Regions from separate parts of the Bicyclus anynana genome. Here region 2 is linked to region 1. The links are chromatin contacts, called in public Hi-C maps. All regions are on one chromosome and are shown on one strand. The core of a region is the stretch at or near the end of the contact, and the rest is flanking DNA. Distances in the headings are between cores, read along the strand shown.

Evidence for each region. A called contact is a pair of places that touch in the nucleus more often than the background predicts.
Region 2: a Hi-C map of whole body shows a contact between it and region 1, with 2.2 times the contacts expected there. The contact joins two enhancer-like sites. A contact is called at or near these places in 2 of 2 Hi-C or Micro-C datasets (whole body and whole larva).

What each region holds. Positions count from the first base shown.
Region 1 is chr23:7,673,743-7,678,969 of ilBicAnyn1.1, forward strand. No RefSeq gene overlaps it. Among protein-coding and RNA genes, the nearest start is that of LOC112049022, 38 kb to the left of the region's middle. Within about 2 kb of position 2,264, at least 8 of the 8 cell types and tissues checked have open chromatin away from gene starts, as enhancers often do.
Region 2 is chr23:7,756,790-7,762,542 of ilBicAnyn1.1, forward strand. No RefSeq gene overlaps it. Among protein-coding and RNA genes, the nearest start is that of LOC112056174, 19 kb to the right of the region's middle. Within about 2 kb of position 2,377, at least 6 of the 8 cell types and tissues checked have open chromatin away from gene starts, as enhancers often do.

The DNA.
Region 1 (5,227 bases), core at 1,014-3,513:
GATAATGATGATGCTTGAGCTTGAATCTAAAAGACACGATCACACCTGATGGAAAGCAGTCTAGAGAAAGTGAGTCCAGGTTGAAGTTGAAGCGCAATTCCCTAAAAGGTGCATAATATTCACTCTTGTGTTGAAGGTTTTCAAATTGTAGGCGGCAGAAAACACAGATACCGGAAAGGCATTCTACAACTTTACTGTGTGAAATAGAAACATGGTTTCAAAACGTTTAATATTGAATTGGATGTCAATAATGATAAGGAGATAAAGATTAACTTACTGGCCCCAAAATAGATTGATAATTTAATAATTATGTACCGTGATAACTCTTCAGTGTAATGAACGGAGGAAAGGAGCGTTTTATATTGAATATGATTACAAACAAACGAAAGATGATCATAAAAATGAAATGAAAATGAAAAACCCTAACCCGGGACTGACAGCAAATGACATGATGGTAATCAATGATGATGATCGTCATGATTTGCGGGTGCAACAACTGGCCAGCTAGTGAAGAATGACAATTCACGCTTGACCAAATAACAGTTCAATTCAAAATCAAGTTAAACGCTAATTGTTCTAAAGATACATAGGAGTAGGACTGTTTCTCTAACTGTCCAATGGAGTCTAATGTAATCTCATACTGCTCTAGTCAATCTTTGACCTAATATTTTAGTGTAATAAATGAAGAACAGGAGCTTTATGAAATGAAAAACCCTAACCCAGGACTGACAGCAAATGACACGATGGTAACCAATGATCATGATTTGCGTGTGCAAGAACGAGCTAGCTAGAGAAGAATAAGCTTTACATAATGATAATTCACACTTGACCAAATAATAGTTCATTACAAAATTAATTTCTCTAAAGATAAATAAGACAGTTTTCTTATATGTTTAATGGAGTGTAATGCCATTTCCAATTCCATAAATTAATTCCAGTAATTCGTAGAGCCTGCAATGTAACTAGAGTAGTGTCCAATTGAAAGTCTTTTAAATCGGAAAGAGTTCATCAAGTAAGTGCAGTTCTTGCAAATGATTATCTGCACATGTTATAGAAAAAATAACAAAACCCAGTCTCTATGTATTAATTATCCATCATGCTGGTTCAATGCGGATTGGCAGTCTGTACACACGCAGAGAATTAAGAAAATTCTCTGGTATGCAGATTTCCTCACGATGTTTTCCTTCACCGTTAGAGACACGTGATATTTAATATCTTAAAATGCACACAACTGACAAGTTGGAGGTGCACGCCCCGGACCGGATTTGAACCCACACTCTCCGGAATATCTGGGCTATCGCGGCTCTCATCATAGTTACCTACATCTATATAATGTTGCAATCTTGATAAAGTATCTGGACAGATAATCATCAATTTTGGTAATCCGAATTTGATTGTATTATTTGTTTTTCCATCTTACCTTGGTAAATAATGCAGACGGGTAACTAATCCGATTATCGCTTATGACAATTTTAATAAGTTTTCCATTGTAGCAAATTTCAAGGCGTGATAAGTAATTAGTATTTTTTTATTTTATTATTTTATTTGGACATTAACAGATTACAATTAAATACAATACATGTATTATCAAGAACTAAACTAATAGAAGTATACATAATTGTAAATCTACTAGTACTCGTAGGTATTCACAGCATGCTTATTTAAACTACTATTAATTTAACAAATTAAAGAAAAAACAAAACCAAGGAAAAAATAACAGAAAAGGAAAAAAAACTAAAAAATAAAAATTATTATAACAAACAGAAATTAAAATAATATTTAAACTACTAAAAATGAAGAAACTAACATTAAAGTGAGGTTATTAAACCGAGTAAAGTGATAAAAACTAGATTTTTAATTTTGGTAATATTGTTATGCAATATTTATTCTACAACAGTCAAGTTAGGAGTAATCAATTTTATATTCATTCAGTAGGTACAGGAAATGAGTTGCGACGGAGGAGATGAAAATGCATCCCAGAGGAGAGGGGTGCTGCAAAACATCAATAAATGTGCCGTACAATGTTGTGAAATTGTAATCGCGAAGGATATCAGAACCGGCGCGCGGCGTCACAATATTCAGCGTATGTTTGCTTTACCTAATGCCACAGCCATTGTCTCCATTCAGGTACATTATACCTGCGTATATAACGTATACGATCTTAATTGTGACATCAAAACGGTTCCCCGATAACATTGTTGTTTACCGTGAACAATCGCGGGCCGCGACGCTGTGGACACAGTCCGTGACGCCAGCCCGCACACACGCGCAAGTCTGCGTGAAGCTATAAATTCGCGGCGCTCGCCGCCGCCCCGCACTTTGCTTTCGGCGATCGTAGAGAGCAAACGTTTACCTTTAACTCAGAAAAACCTTATCAATCATGGTCGTGAAACTATCACACGCTGCGTTGTGCGCGGACGTTTACCCGTCGCTTCAGATTCAGAAGTGTCGCGGACGGCAACTCGATTGCGTTGCGGAGAAGCGACAGAAGAAACAAGCATTGCCAGCTCTCGTTGAAGATGATTCCGAAGTCGAAGCTTTCGAGCCAGAAACTGAGAGGTCGTACATCTTGCACACCGAGGGTCTGCTGAGGAGGCAGAAGTCAGTGTCTCCGCAGCGAAGGGAGAGGATGCGCCGACAACTTGCCCTGCCGTCGTTGTCGGAAGACGAGGAGCCTTGAACTTCAGGCTGGAGAAATTGGGAAAAGGAGTTTATGCAGAGAAACAGATGGTCCTGTTTTCACGGTCCGCGGGTTCTTCGGTGAATCTCGCGCCAGATCTGCACGTTTACTGCAAAAAAGTGAATGTAATGTGACGGAACAGTTTTGGAAGCTGGTGTTAGTGTCTCTGTTTGGTTACGACAGATAAATGTCTAAATTGTAAACTGTGGTGTTAAAACCAATGTTGTAATTTGTCACCAACCGTTTCTACGCCGTTTTTATGTACATGTAATAAGTGTAAAGATAAATGTAAGGTCATGATAATAAATGTTGTGTTTTTATAATGAACTTCTGTATTTTCTTTCCAACTCCACCAAAACCTGCAATTAAGTAAGTAAATTATTTATCTAAAGTAAATTTAACTGCATTAAGTGAGGATTTGAATTTTATAAGATCTAGGAAAATAAAAAGTCAATATCAAAATAACAATTTTTAATTATACTAATGAAAAACCAAGGAGTTTCCGGTATATTAAATGTCAATAAATATGCTTTGCCTCTGGATATCGTAATAAACTAATTTGTTGTTAATTACACCATTAATATAAATTAAAGTTTAACCTTCAACCGTAAAATCCATTGAGTTAATAATTTATTTATAATTAATTACAATACGGTAGTTAAGTTGATGGTTAATAAATGTCTTGTAAATTACAAGTTATACCTACCTTTGATCTTGGCCTAAATACCTACTTGTCAACAATGCAAAAGTGTATCCTCAATATTATATTTACCATTTGAATCACCTGTTGGCCTATTCACTATTTTGGTCTTTATTAACAACCCATTAAAATAAACATCAAATTAATTGACAAACTCCACCAGTAAGCACCGGATAACATTTTTTACGTAGAATCTCAATTTCCATCAACTAGCTTATGTCAAAGATAGTGAATTAGCCTGCAGATCTACTTTGGTAGAATGGTTAAAGTTCTATAGATACTGAAACTAGTTGTGATAGACAAGATCCTGAGAGATTAACAACATAATTAACAAATTAACCAGAGACAAGAGGAACTTATTTGTTTGTTTCTGTTGTCATAATCACTACCAGTACCAATACGCATGCACGGATGTTAAAAAGTAAATCCTTGAAACATGATAATAAGAGACACGCGATAAAAACTTCTTTTAGTTCATTTATTAGAGAATTAATTTTTTAAAATTTGACGCTTAAGCTTGGGAAATTAAACTTAAACAGAAACTACAAAATTCGGACTTTTAATTTGGGCTTTGAGCTTTTAGGTTTACTAACTTATCCTAATAACAATACAAATCATGCCCACATGGAATGCAGTAAGGCTGCATTTCCGCGTTGGCATTTCGATCGAATAATACATAATTCTATTTCAATACATTTGCTATGGATACCAATTAAAAACACTGTGTCTTTATGGCTGTCCTTGACGAATAATGTCTTTATTAAATCTTTTTGTATATTTTTAAATTAATAGAGTGAAATTGGGCAATCAAAATAGGCAAAAGCTAAAATTTTCTTGATATAAAAATTCTGGAATATTTACTAACGCAACATATGCAATAGATATGTATACATATAGCATTGTATATTGACACCTTCCACTTATGGCGCCATTTACAAAATAATATTACGTCCATATGTCTAGCGTAATTTGTTACAGTAGTTGTCGACAAAACTATTGACCTATGCTGCAATTGCTATTGACCTGCTTATGGTCCTCACATTCCTGATTAATGAATACAGCTTTTGTATTATACTTAAATGTCAGCTACTTTAATTTCTTTTACGAACACCCTCTTCTAAAATCTTAACCAACACTCATAACAATTCTGCCATACCTACTTGATTTTTCGTAATTTTTGCCACTTTCGCAGTGCACTCAAAGGAAGATTTTTCCATTTTTACCACATTTTTCATTGATGTTCTGCTATTATTTGTCGAAGCATTATGTTATATAACCTAGATAACCTTCATCGATAAATGAACAATCCAGAGGAAACAGTTTCCTTGTTCTTTAATTTTGAAATATTTTTGAAAAATGAAGGGATAAAGAAACACCTAGATAAGGTAAAGTCAAAGGTATTCAATCTGCATCGAGATACTGATACTGGGGTGCGAGTATGAGATAGTTAATTTGTTAATTTTGTTGTTAACCTATCAGAATCCTGTCTATCAGTTTCAGTATATAGAACTATGATTACCATTCTACCAAAGAGACGAAGTAACAAGTTAAAAGTTTTAATGAATGCGCATTTGAGACAAATCAGAATCCGGATTGAGCATCAAACAATTTGCATAACCTTAATGCTGTTGTTATATTAGCCTCTATATAAATAACAGAGTGATTTCAGACTAGCGTATTTTTTGGGCGTATACGATCGTTTCTTCTACGCGCGCTTAATTACATGCATTAAAAAAACTGGGCTCGCGTAAACCAGCATATTTTGGCGTGTTCGCTCGAACTGGTGGTTTCGTGTCAGTATCTCTGGGAGGTCGATCTCCTGTTAAAGAGGTCAATAGGGACTCGCG
Region 2 (5,753 bases), core at 1,127-3,626, 83 kb after region 1:
TTGTATGGGGCGTTTTTCAGGGATCCGCGACAGCGCCGCAAATCTGACCCTCAAATCCCTGTAGCACCGAAAGTAATGATCGCAGATACCCTGTTACTTTTACAAAATTGCTTTACTGTTAGCATACTCTTAATTTATATACAATTTAAAAAACTGTCATCCCTATTATGGTTAGCATAAGGGATTTGGGAACACGAGGTCCTGGGTTCGAATTCTGGCTCGGGCTACATGAGAGTTTTCTTTCTTCAATGAAATTTTTAGTTTAAATTCAGCCCTGAGTTGGCAAGATGGTACACCCCCGTGCCTCGTAGTGCAGGTTAAGCCGTCGGGACTGGTCACTATCATTAATATCTAACAGTGGTTGTTAAAGAAACATTATTACTCTAAACCCGCCAACCTGCAATGTAGCAGCGTGGTGGGTCTAAGCACCATATCCCCCCTCCTATTAGGAAACAGGCCTGACTCTATAGTGGGCCGTTTTTTTATTATTTACTAGTTAGCCCTTGACTGCAATCTCACCTGATGGTAAGTGATGATGCAATTTATGGAAGCGTGCTAACTTGTTATAGGCGTAGGATGAAAATCCATTAGGGTTTATACACGGCATCGTACGTCTTTGCCGATGGTAACTAGCCAACTTAAGAAAACCTAAAGAGATCTTGGAATAATATCACATAATATTCATCATCAATTAAATTAGTCAGTATCTATACTGTCTTAAACGCTAGTGATGTTCCAGGCAGATCATTTAAGTTAATAAGAGAAAATAGTCAGCTTTTACTGACAGCTTGTAAAGGCGTCATGTTATATGCATGCGTTGCATTACAGAAGAATACATAAACATTGAGAATAATTGACGTTAGAGGCGACAAAGTCTCTGTCAGGGCTCGTGTGTCCATGCATTATGCATGCCCAGTGTCAAAGGAAAATGCTCAGGTTTCCGGTTTTATTATCATCTCGCTTGTATTCTCGCTCGCGCAAAATTTTCTCTACGCTACAGAATAATGTGAAAGATTTATGCGTTGCAAAGCTTTCGACATATTATTCATAACTGAATACAGAGTAGGTACTTTCATTCACCTATGATTAACTAGCGGACGCCCTGCGGTTTCATCCACGTTACTCCAGTCTCCGTGGGAACACGGGGTTAGAATATAACTTTTGTTACACGCCGATAATGTAGCTTTATTTTGAATTTTTAAAATCGGGTTAGTGGTTGCTTCGTGAAAGCGTAACAAACAAACTGATGTACGCAACGTATTTCGCCTTTACAATATTAGTGTGACTAGTAACGCCCCCAGGTTTCACACGCGTATAGTACCCGTTCCCGTTTGTGTTATATATTAATAGTGTTCTAAATAAGCACGCCAAGGTGAGGTCTGTCACAAAGAGTTTCATCATTATCAACTTATTCGAACGGCCTACTAAAGGGCCATACCTAGGTTAGACCGGACGTCTCGTTACCCGCTTCCGTGCGTGATAATCCTGCTCGGTAGGCGTCCGGACGTATTATCTGTCCCAATCCACATACGACTCAGACCAATTATTGTATAGGACCTGCCTCGCTAGACGTTACTTTTCTGTCAAAGTATATGATCAACGATCTAATGCGATTATAGAAACTGTCTCTATAGGATCGATGTTAAATAGTTGTAATCGTGTTCGTCGGTTAAAGAGCTTCGTAAAAATACCTTTTTGTGTAATTGAATTGTGTAAAAAACGGACAAAAACTTCTAGTTTAGTATAAGATTTAACCAAATCTAAGCTCGTTTTCCTCAGAAAATGACAGACAATTTTGTTCGTGACTATGAGTGCGATACAAGTCCTTCTATAATTGGTCTGAGACTTACGATTTAAGGAGGAAGCCTGAAAGTGGTGCCAGTGACTTAAAAGTTGCGGAGTATTAGTTAGCAACGCGGATGGGATCAAAAAAAAATGTTAAACCTCCCTACTTTAATAGGGGAATTGAAGCTTAGGCGTTACGTTTTTTTTGTTTTTATTCTTTACAAGTTAGCCCTTGACTACGATCTCACCTGATGGTAAGTGATGATGCAGTCTAAGATGGAAGCGGGCTAACTTGTTAGGAGGAGGACGAAAATCCACACCGCTTTTGGTTTCTACATGGCATCGTACCGGAACGCTAAATCGCTTGGCGGTACGTCTTTGCCGGTAGGGTAAAACTATTACATATCTAGTTGATATGTAATAGTTTTCAACTTTATCAATCAACATCATTGTTACGTCATTCAGGTGATACCTTGTAGGTATCCGTGATAAAAACACTTATATACGTCGATAACACACGTCACAGTACACTTTTCGTCAAGCGATATGTCACTTGCGTGACCTAAATGCTCAACCACCCATGGGCCGAGTAAACTGGTTGTGTGACGCGATCGTGCGACGGTATATAACGCTGGCCACACACAATCAAGCTTACTGTAACGTCTATGGGTGTGAAAAAACTACAAAAAAAAGAGGAGGTTCTAAATTCGTCGCGTTTTCTTTTATTTCTTTGTTACCTCATAACTTCGTCATTTATTAACCAATTTTGAAAATTATATTTTTTTTTGAAAGAGCATACTTCCACATTGGTCCCATTTAATTTTCATGAAAATTAGCTTGCTAATTTTGAGTTAAAATCAAAATAACTGAAATACGTCCTTGAAGTCGGTTCCAATATTATGTTTAAAAGATTATTACGCTACAGTGAGCTTGATTGTGTATGGTTGGTGTAATTACACTACGCACGTGAAACCATGCGTGAAAATACGCGGTTATGGTAATTATTATCGATAGGTAATCAATGTTTACGTAGTGTGCATGGCCTTCACAAATTATTATCAGTGATGCAAAATACCAAACCAAAATCCCCTGAGGCAAGGGCGTAATATTTTTTTTAACACATTTGCTCGTAAAGTATCGCTAATTTCAACAATTTCAATATCGTAATGTATCTGCTATGCACATATGCCGTAATGTAAACTGAAATGCACATGTGCCGTAATATAATACATAAACCTTAATCATCCGCCTAAAAACGAACGGTACTTTTTAAATCTTGGTAAAGAGTTTTTATGTCAAAAAAGTGCTCAACATTTTATGAGTAAAATTAACTTTGTGAGATAAAATATAATAAAAAAAAACATTTAATTCTTAATTTTAATAATTTGGAGAATAAATGTCAACCATTTATCTGTATCAGAAACACAAAAATATAAATTTACTTTATGAATAATACTGGCTGTTTTTGGACAAGCGTATCAAATGTCATCGTAAGGAAAACAGGCAAAGATGCAAATTAATATCAGAAAGTGTGTTCAAAGTGTATGTGTTATAAAACGTCGTATGACATACGTGCGCTTTGATAATTACAGCCTCTGCTTCCTTACTATAGCTCTCGCCTTTGGCTCGAGCTGCAATATCGCCTTAGCTGTAATTTTCAACTTACCGCACTTATATCATAATGTACTATTTCACCATCCATATGTGATATCCATATATGCCCCCCCCCTTCTGCTCTCCACACCCTTGCCGTGAGCTGAGGACTTAATACGAACCTACTAACCTATACAGCACAGATTAATATAAAACGAAGTGACTATTCATACAGAAACCGTAGGAATAAATTTAGTTTAATTACACGGTTACTGAATAAATTAAATATTCTTATTAATCCAACATTCCTTCATGACCTCTACCTCTGATTTCGAAGGGTGTTAGTTCGAATCCGATCCAATCCAACTTTTCATTATGTGCATTTTATTATCTGCTGTGTGAAGTGCCAGCGGGGTGGACCTAACCCCTCACATTCTGAGAGGAGACTCGAGCTCAGCAGTGAGCTGAATTTGGGTTTATAATAACGATGATGATTATTAGTCCGACAACTAAATAGACGGACGAAAATTAAAGTGATACTACCGGTTACCGGAGGACTAGCTTCAGCCAATAAACAAATTGGAGGAGTTTGAATTTTGTTCAATTAGTAAGTATGTATAAACCTACCCTAGTGAAACACCTTGTGCACGCCTCTACACAATGTATCTACGTAATGTTAGTTACCTACTCGAATACTGTATAAACGCATTGTTGAAACCCCGGTCACGTTTCAGTTCGCTCACACGTGCTTGTTATATGGTGTTTTGGAAATGAACCCGTGTTATAGTCACGTGGGCGGTCATTCCGCCCTTTATCTAACAGCCAGGCTACCCGTGAATTTGTATATTTTGTCCGGCTTCAAAAAGTCAGGCGTTTTGACGGCCTCCGTGGCGCAGTGGTATGTGCGGTGGATTTACAAAACGGAGGTCCTGGGCTCGATCCCCGGCTTGGCCGATGAAGGTTTTCTTAATTGGTCCAGGCTGGTGGGAGGCTTTGGCGGCTACCACCCTACCGACAAAGATGTACTGCCAAGCGATTTAACGTTCTAGTACGATGTCGTGTAGAAACTGAAAGGGGTGTAAATTTTCATCCTCCTCCATGCATCTTAGATTGCATGATGCAATTCTCACTTACCATCAGGTCAGATTGTAGTCAAGGGCTAATTTGTAAAGAATAAAAAAAAGTATAAGCAATGATACGGGGCCCTTGGACTATAGGGGCCCCTTACGTGTGAAAGCAAAAGTTAGTATAATGTCGATAGTCCTAAATTTTTTTCCCTGGTAAAGCGTGTGCCCAATAGTTGGAAACTTCCTACATAGGTCTAATCACTATTATGTTTATTTTAAGAGAGCATTGTTGTTTTTTTTTTGTGAGAAATCTTAACCCTTCATTTGGGCCCCCAAACTAATTTAGATACAGGGCCCCTCCAAGGCACGCTACGCCACTGCTCTGTAACCTAAAGTGGACCTCGTAGACGTTGTAGGGACACCCCCAGGGGATCATTCACCCGCTGAGTGTCAAATTTTCAAACGAATAGAGGTTAAATTCAACACTCAGCGGCTGAATGATCCTCTGGGGGTGCCCCTACATCGACTATGAATTCCACTGTTATCTTCCCTTAATGTATAGGTATCATCACGAACAAATAAAAATAAAATGTCTGTTTATAAGCTTGAATTAACAGTTATTTACTAAATTCATATGTAAAGTAAAGTAAAGTATATTACTGTACCTACTTGTTATCAAAAGTATATGTTTAATTTATTTATCTGTCCGTTAATTCCGGCTAAACGGCTAGACCAATTTTAAGGAGACTTTCGCTGGCAGATAGCTTCGACTCTATATATCGCTTTCTGTGGTTCCAACTGAAAATCAGCTCTACGTGTCCAAATTCAAATAGTCACGTAGCATTGTGCTGAGCTGGGGCCATTTTCTGGGTTATGCCACACATCGCAGAGTATTGTCCTGGATGACCTGGTGTACTGGAAAAATGGTGACGTGTGGTATAATTTCGAAATAAACGCATTTTTCTTTCTTTCTTGCAATTGGTTGTTTGCGTAATTGTAAAAGCGAATTTTCACTGGGTCCGGATGTGAAAATCTTATGAAAATTCTCCCTGTTGTTTTTAGTATATACCTAGAGGCTAGAGTACAGACAGACAGATGTGGCAGGGGCATTTTGTTTAATAATATGTAATGATAGTGATACAGATATAGATTTATCATAATTAGATAGAATAATCATAATAATTGATAACAAATGATATCATCGATGAGTCAATACTGTTCATGATAAATGCATGAAGTCAGCTCCCTAGCCAACTGGCATGTCGAATCTCTTTCTACGATCGCTAACGCTTCAAAAACTAGAAAAAG